2 separate regions of the Ovis aries genome follow, and region 2 is linked to region 1. Evidence: chromatin contacts called from public Hi-C data. All regions are on one chromosome and are shown on one strand. Each heading gives the region's core, a stretch centred on a gene start, on an enhancer-like site or on the middle of the called end of the contact. The rest is flanking DNA. Distances are from core to core; before and after follow the strand shown. Region 1 has its middle 15 kb from the start of WNT7B. Region 2 overlaps GTSE1 (G2 and S-phase expressed 1).

What was found. A called contact is a pair of places that touch in the nucleus more often than the background predicts.
Region 2: a Hi-C map of liver shows a contact between it and region 1, with 5 times the contacts expected there. The contact joins two enhancer-like sites. A contact is called at or near these places in 4 of 16 Hi-C or Micro-C datasets (hypothalamus, liver, muscle and 1 more).

What each region holds. Positions count from the first base shown.
Region 1 is chr3:222,211,465-222,215,519 of ARS-UI_Ramb_v3.0, forward strand. No RefSeq gene overlaps it. Among named protein-coding and RNA genes, the nearest start is that of WNT7B, 15 kb to the left of the region's middle. Within about 2 kb of position 1,822, at least 35 of the 54 cell types and tissues checked have an H3K27ac peak or open chromatin away from gene starts, as enhancers often do. A contact at or near this core is called in liver, where this site is marked.
Region 2 is chr3:222,522,255-222,525,788 of ARS-UI_Ramb_v3.0, forward strand. It overlaps GTSE1 (G2 and S-phase expressed 1), which reads left to right. Exons shown (of 12, transcript XM_042247888.1): 5 at 624-794; 6 at 1,459-1,582; 7 at 3,389-3,534. Among named protein-coding and RNA genes, the nearest start is that of GTSE1, 10 kb to the left of the region's middle. Within about 2 kb of position 2,082, at least 20 of the 54 cell types and tissues checked have an H3K27ac peak or open chromatin away from gene starts, as enhancers often do. A contact at or near this core is called in liver, where this site is marked.

The DNA.
Region 1 (4,055 bases), core at 572-3,071:
ACACAGGCACACACACTCACATACACACAGACACACACAGGCACACAGACACACGCAGAGACACACACACAGAGACACACACACAGGCCCACAGACACACACACAGACACTCACACATAGGCACACCGACACAGTCAGAGACACACACACACTCACATGCACACAGACACACACCCAGAGACACACACTCTCACATGCACACAGACACACTCACACAGGCACACACACTCACATACACACAGACACGCACAGGCACACATTCACACACAGCCAAACATATACACACTCACAGAGACTGACACACACACTTACACAGAGACACACATACACATTCATGTACTCTGACAAACACACACTCACAACGACACACGCAGACAGACACACACACTCATGCACTCACAGACTGACACATGCAGATACACATACGCCCACATGCACTCACAGAGACACATCCTGACACACGCACAGACACACACGCAGACATACAAACCGAAGCACAGATACACCCGCTCACTGTTTGAGGGCTGCGCTGTCCCCACAGACCCCTCAGTCATGTGTCAGCCAACAAGCATCTCTTTTGGGCCTAGTGTGTACCAGGTTTTATGCAAAAGGGTTTGGAGAATGCAGAAGTGAGCAAAAAGTTAACTCCTTCACCTTGAAAATAAAAACCAGAGCCAAGCCTGGCAGGAGCGGTGAGACCCAGCTGGAGCTGCACGAACCACCCTTCCTACCCACCTACCGACGCCCAAGCGCCACAGACTGACAGGGACTCCCTGAGGCCCACGGGGCGAGCACGGGCAGTGAGGAGCGCTGCTGGCCCAGGGCAGGGGCGTTCGAGGCCCTGGGGGGCCTCTCGGCGGAAAGGAGCCCAGGAGGCTGGGGGCCTGGCGAGGGCCGTGCAGCCGGCAGGCCTGGGAAGGAGCTGGTCCTCCGCTGGGGGCGGGGAGGTGGGACGTCCGGCCAGGGAGCAGGGCCCGGGGAAGGGCCACCCTGCTCTTTGGAATTTGGCTCTCAGCTCCTTCCATCCGGTTCAGAGGGGCCAGCCTCCTGGTCCGCAGGCCTGTCTCCAGGGGCAAGCCCTGGGGGTGCAGAGGAAAGGGGTCGTCGGTGACTTTGACCCTGACAGTCACTGGGGTACACAGCCCCCAGCCGCCTGGACCCTCACCCCAGCCTTTGGGCCCCCTTGAGATGGGCACACGGAGGCGGTGCGTGTGCTACTGGAGGCGCCCCGGGGCTGGGGGAGCACGCGAGCTGAGCCTGCAGGGAGGCACTGCCTGGAGGGGGTGGGCAGTGCACGCAGGGGTGGGCAGTGGACGCAGGGGTCGGGGTGCTTGGGGGGAGCTCACCCAGACCCATGGTGACAGCAGGGACCAAGGCCGACAGGTCCAGCTCAGGCCTGAGCTGTGCTGGGGGCTGGGGTGAGGGAAGGGGGGCAGACGGCCCGTGAAACCCCAACAGGAAGGGGAGACGTGGGCCAGGAGTGGGCCCTGCAGCTGCAATCAGGAGGAGGTGGCCTCGAAGGGACCTGGAGGCCAGAGTGGTGGGCAGAGGGCGCGCCAGTGCAAAGGCCTCATGGTTAGGAAGAAACTCAGCATACCCCGAGGGTGAGGACTGAAGTCCCCCCACCCCCAGGAGGGCTCCGGGGCCCCTAGTCATTTTAAGGCTGGAAGAAATCAGTTTGATTCAACTGGAGGAGCCTCCTCTGGGAATCAGATGCCTTGGACCACAGCGCCTGCCGGAGGGTTCACTCCAGGACACGCTGTCTTCTGAGTTCCGGCTTCCTGTGTGGCTGGGTTGGGGGTGGGGGATCTGGCCAGGGGCCACGGCTCCCCAGCCAGCGCATTGTCTGCCCTGAGGCCGGAAGCGGCTCCTGCCCAGGGCAGGCGGGGCCTGGGGGACCTTGACCCAGCTCAGGCTCCGCGTCTGCGCGGACGCCACTGGGCCCTCCCCGCCCCCCGAAAACGCCCAGGGGCCTGGATCGTGGGGCTGGGGGGAGGGTGACCCAACTGGGCCCCCTTCAGGGCCACCCCAAACCTAAAGTGAGGAGGCTGGACAACGCAGGCAGGCCCCCGCCCCCAGCACAGCCTCCCAGGCTGGGCCCCACTCCCTATCCTTCCAACCCCCCAACAACCATCGAGTCACCCAGCTGGGGGGTGCCCAGCCCATTGCTGGCCCTACTGCAGATGGTCACCTCCCAGCCAAGGCGGAGGGGGAGAAGCCAGAGACAAGAAAAGCCAAGACCTAATTTACAAGTGAAATGACTCCGGGGCTGGCCGCAGCCTCCTCCCCAAGGAAAAGAATCCAGCTCTTAGGTTCCCACAGAGGCAGTGCAGCCACAGAGGCTTCAGTTCCGGTCCCCAGAGAACTGGACCTTAGACTGCAGGCCCAGGGCTTGGTGGGCGGGCTGGCACAGAGGTCAAACCTGGGAACCCCGGTGTTCCTTGGACTCCATGGTGCCCAGCCTGGGCAGGGGCTGCAGGGTCCGAGACATCCCCGCCTGAGTCAGCCTCCCCCAGGTCTCAGGACCACGGAGCACTCCCCCCGCCCCCACCTTGAGCATCCCTGAGGAAAGACAGCTGCATCCAGAGGGGAAAACGGAATTCATTTGTTTGGATCTGGTGCTCTGGCTTGAGCAGACCCCCAACTCCAGTATTCTTGCCTGGAGAATTCCAGGAACAGAGAAGCCTGGCGGGCTACGGTCCATAGGGTTGCAAAGAGTTGGACACGACTGAGCGACCTGGTACGCAGCAGCAGAGCATCTTGGTCAACAGGGTAAACTGAGGCAGCTCAGAGTCCCCCTCCAGTAGCATCTGACTCCTGCAGCCTCACCGCCAGCGGTGCCCAGCCTCAGAACCTCTCTGTCTCGACAGGCAGACTCTGGGGTCCCCCTTCCAGCCAGGTGCCCCCGGGGTCACCCATGCCTCCATCCCTGAGCAGCCATGTCATGAAAGTCGCTCAGTCATGTCCGACTCTTTGTGACCTCGTGGACTGTACAGTCCATGGAATTCTCCAGGCCAGAATATTGGAGTAGGGAGCCATTCCCTTCTCCAGGCTATCTTCCCGGCCTAGGGATCGAACCCAGGTCTCCCGGGGCACCTGAAGAGGTGGACCTGCTCTCGTCACCACTGCAAGGCCTCCCGCCCCACCTTCCACAGAGCTGGCGCCAGCACGGGGCTCCGCTCACTGTGCTCCCAGGGCGGGGGACCCTGGGCAGCCCCGCCCTGTCCTGAGGGTCTGGGCACCCCCACAGTTCCCAAGCCCCCCGGAGGCCTGCAACTGTGCAGGTCAGGGTCACCAACGGATCATCTCCCCAGAGCCATTGTTTGGGGCCTGAACTCATGCTGGCTGGGGCGCTGGCTTCTAGAAGCTTCTTTTGTTGTTTTTCTTCCAGAATTATTGTCTCAGCCATACTTTTCAAAGTCTATTTTAACGTCAGAAATCTGGCCAGAATCCGTTATCCTTTCCCCAAGTCATCACCATTCTCTCTGCTGCTGCCCGGCGGGGTTGGGGGGTTTTGGTGCTAATCTTGGGGAGAAAGACCCACTCCCCCCAACACCAGGCAAGGGGTGCCAGGGGTCAGAGGGGTCCTCAGGCTCGACTGAATGATCAAGTCAGAACTGTGCCCTGAGTGAGTGTCTGAGAGCCCGGCACACCCTCGTCTCTGAAGCTTCCGTGTGCCCCCCGGGCCTCCTGCCTGCTCCCTCCTCCCCAGCACAGGGGAGTCCTGCCTCCGCTGACCCAGGCCCCGGTGCCCCAGGGCCAGCTTCGAAGGACCTTCTCAGCTCCTTGGCATTAGAAGGGCCATGGACCCACCTGTCCTGACCGCTCCTCACAGCCTCCTGCCGCCTGCTTCCTCCCACACCCCGTTCTCCCGATCAACACTATTGAGCTTCAGGTCTCACCTGTGAGGTCCCCTCCTCCAGGCAGCCTCCCCTGATGCCTCGCGCCCCCCCAGGCTCTCACAGTCCCGGGACCTGCTCCATCACCTTGCCTCCTGGTGAGCCTGAGTTCCTCGGGACAGAGGCCTGGGGTGCCACAGCGCTGGGGCACTCCTG
Region 2 (3,534 bases), core at 832-3,331, 310 kb after region 1:
CTCACTTAGGTGAGGCATGTCTCAATGTAAAAAATGATGTAAAGGAGAAAGAAGGTTACTGCTTTATGAGCTTCTTTTGCTTCTTATGAACTCTTCTTAGTATGAGGGGTTATTTATGGAAGCATGAATCACTTCCACGAATGCCCTTGTACCTAAAAGTGAGGAATTTATTCTTTGTTGGGCTCTGTTCGCTGAAGAAAAATGGCCTTGAGTATTAGGTGAAGATTTATTGGAGCTGAGCAGCTCCTCTGGTACAGGGCATGGCCATTTAATGAATGATTCCTTTCCGTGCGGCATTTTAAAATTTGTGTAACTAGACCCAGTTTCCTCATTATCACCCTTAAATAAGAATCCTGACTGAGGACGAGCCCTGGAGGAGTTCTCTGCTATCAATGGTCTGTCTTGGTATTATTTTACCGTTTCTAATGAGGAAGCAGGCTCCATCATCATTCTCTGGTAATTTGGTGGAGGAGGTGAACCGCTATATTCTTTTCTCTCCTGTTGATGGATTGAGGACTGCATGTTGGGAAGATGGATGGTGTCTGCCCTCTAATTGAAGCCTTTGTGTGTCTCTACGTTGTGGAAGACTAGACAGTCCTCACATTTCAATTTACAATTTTCAGCCCACAAGACAGAAACCAGTTAGTCCTCCCAGGATGAAAGTCCAAAACGAAAAGGACGCCCACAGCAGCATGCCCCCGGACAAGCTCAGAACCACCCGGGACGTCGCTGGCATGTCAGCCGCAGGAAGCCACTTGGTCCCAGGCAAGCGGTCGCTCCCTGTTCCGAACAAGGTGGGTTGGCCGGGGCTGGGGCAGGGGTGGGGATTGGCCTGTGAGTGCAGGGAGTAAGGGGCAGCTTTGAGGATGTGGGATGTGGGATGCGTCTGGACCAAAATCAAGGTTTAGGAGGTTGAAGGCGGGATCCAGGAGGGGCGGTGTGCTGAAATGCAGGGCACGGAGGCCTGGCACACGGGAGGGCCTGGCCGCTGCCCCGGGGAGCTGCGGGCACCGTGGAATGTCGGCCCCCCGAGCTGACATCGGGGTGTCTGATGGCAGAGACGACCCTGCTCCCCTCACAGGGCTGGTGCGCCGGGGAGACGGGCTGTCGCCGCTCTGAGAACCACAGCTCCTCCCGGGCGTGGAGGCGACCGTCCTCATGTTTGCCGTTTGTTTTCCAGCGCTGAGCTCTGTGTGCTTGTGAAAGTGCCACGTCCCTGGTGGTACTTGCTAAGCTTGCCCACACTGGGCCCTGCAGCTATCGAGTGCACAGGCTGGGGTCCAGGCCCCACGCCCGCGGTCAGCAGGCTCCCGGTGCGCCTCCCACAGGGAACCTGGCGGCCACACCGGGGAGCACTGCTCGGCCTTTCTCTGATTCGAGATGATAACTTGTAGACTGTTGAAAACCCCGACTTTTGCAGAAATAAGTCTTGGGTAGGTAACAAAATCTCTGTTTCAGTCCGGGCCGAAGAAAACCATGCTAAAACCTCCTGGGGGTGCTGGCGGCCTGGCAGGAAGGGCCTCGTCAGGGTCCGTCTCGGGCCTGAGCTCCGCTGCGTGTGCTTCTCCCGTGACCGGCAGAGGTAAGGCCAGCCCTGAGCGCTGTGCTCCTGCCAGACTTCCAGAACCACTCAGCTCAGCCGCAGGCTCTGGAAGGCTTGCTCTGGTCTGGGGTGGGGACACTGTTGGGGCCTCCGTCCTCAAGGTGCCTCCCCTTCTCCGCAGAGAGGCATGGTCAGCGGACGCTCTCAGTCTCGGCTGAGTTAAGCCGTCACGGGTGGCTCTGTAGGTAAAGAACCCGCCTGCCAAGGCAGGAGATGCAAGAGCCTTGGGCTTGATCCCTTGGTTGGGAAGATCCCCTGGAGAAGGAAATGGCAGCCCTCTCAGTATTCTGGCCTGGGAAGTCCCATGGACAGAGGAGCCTTGCAGGCTGTGTCCATGAGGTCGCTGGGTCAGACATGACTGAACACAGGCCATCACAAGGTGGGCGTGCCCTGCTGGTGCCACGGGCCCGGCGTGACGCTGAGGCCAGCCTCAGCCACGTGACCAAATGGAGGATCTTAAAGTAGGGCTGTTCCAGATAGTGTAGGCGTAGGAGCCGTAATGCCTGGGTGTTGGTTTAAATCTGCTCAAACCTGTTTCAACTCAGGCGACTTTGCTGTCTTTCCAAGCCGAGGGTGCCATCTGCTGGTAAAGGGGAGAAACCCTAGGAGGCTGTGGGAAGTCACGCGGCCTCCTGCCCTCAAGGACTAAAACCTTGTTCAAAGCAGATTTGCTGGGTAGGCTCTAAGCTGGGCAGCACAGCCTGCGTTTTGTACACAGACGTGAGAAGTCTCTCCTCTGGAGCGAGGCCGGTCTGATCTGGGGCCCTGACCGCCTGGGTGGTCAGGAGAACTGAAGTTGCATCTGTACCTTTACAAACCGGGGGGCCGGGGGGGTGGGGGGTGGGGGGTGGCCCCGCCCTCTCAGTGTCTCTGCCTGCCTGAGGACCACCAGGCCCCGTGTCTGGAGCGCGGCGCGTGTTGAGGGAAACGAAGTTTTGTTACACTAGGCGCTGTGAGTCTGGCTGTGTTGGTTCAGGCATCAGCACCAGTTCTGTCTATGATTTCTGAGCCTACCTCTGGGAAAGTTTGAGACAGGCTGGGGGTGGCCTTTTGGTGAGTGTGTGTTCCTCTGTTTTCCGTGGCAAAATCCCCAGGGTCAGATCTGATGGGGATCTGACCGTCAGTGTGGTGGGGAGAGCGCTGTGAGCCTTACACACTGTTTGACGTGGGCTGCGGTTTAGTCCTTCTCCTAAATTTCTCTTTAAGAACCTTTCACCAGGTTGGCCTCTGTGTCCGCTATTTTGGCAGCTGCGTATTTTCACCCAGCTCATTTAAGTAGTCCTGGTAACTGACAGGACCCAGCCTCCCTGTGGCTGAAAGGAACTGACCAGTAAGGAGCCTCTGCTCTCCGCGTCTCCCTGCCCGCACCCCTGGTTGGCCAGGTGGGGCATCTGACCAGACTGTCCGTCTTCACCTGCTCTGCTGGGATAGGGCTCTGCTGTCGACATAGTCAGTGAGGGCAAGAGAGCTTGAGTTTGTGCATCCTTGTACATCTTGGTGATCGTGTCTAGAATCAGCGCCTTGGATCACACGAGCGACTAAGCCACGAGCGACCCGGGTTGCCTTGTGTTTGAGGATGTTGCCTGGTGGACATGCAGAATATTGTTCCTATGTCGTATTTTTTAATATGGAAATCACCATGATAGAAATAAGTTGCTTTCTTTTCCACATTCTGAGGTAGGCACGCTGAAGATAGCATATCTTGTGTGTGTGTGTTAAATAACTCCATCATTTAAACACAGCATCAGCTTGAGTGACAACCAGCTTTCCTGTCTCCTCTTCCAGCTGAACCAAGTGAACGTCCAGCCATCTCTGCGGACAGTGCCCGATCAAGCTCCAGCCAGACAGGCAGAACGGGGCTCACCCTGCCACGGCCGTCCCTGAAGGCGGGCCCCGGGGGCGTGGCCTGCAGGCAAAGCCAGAGGCCAGGG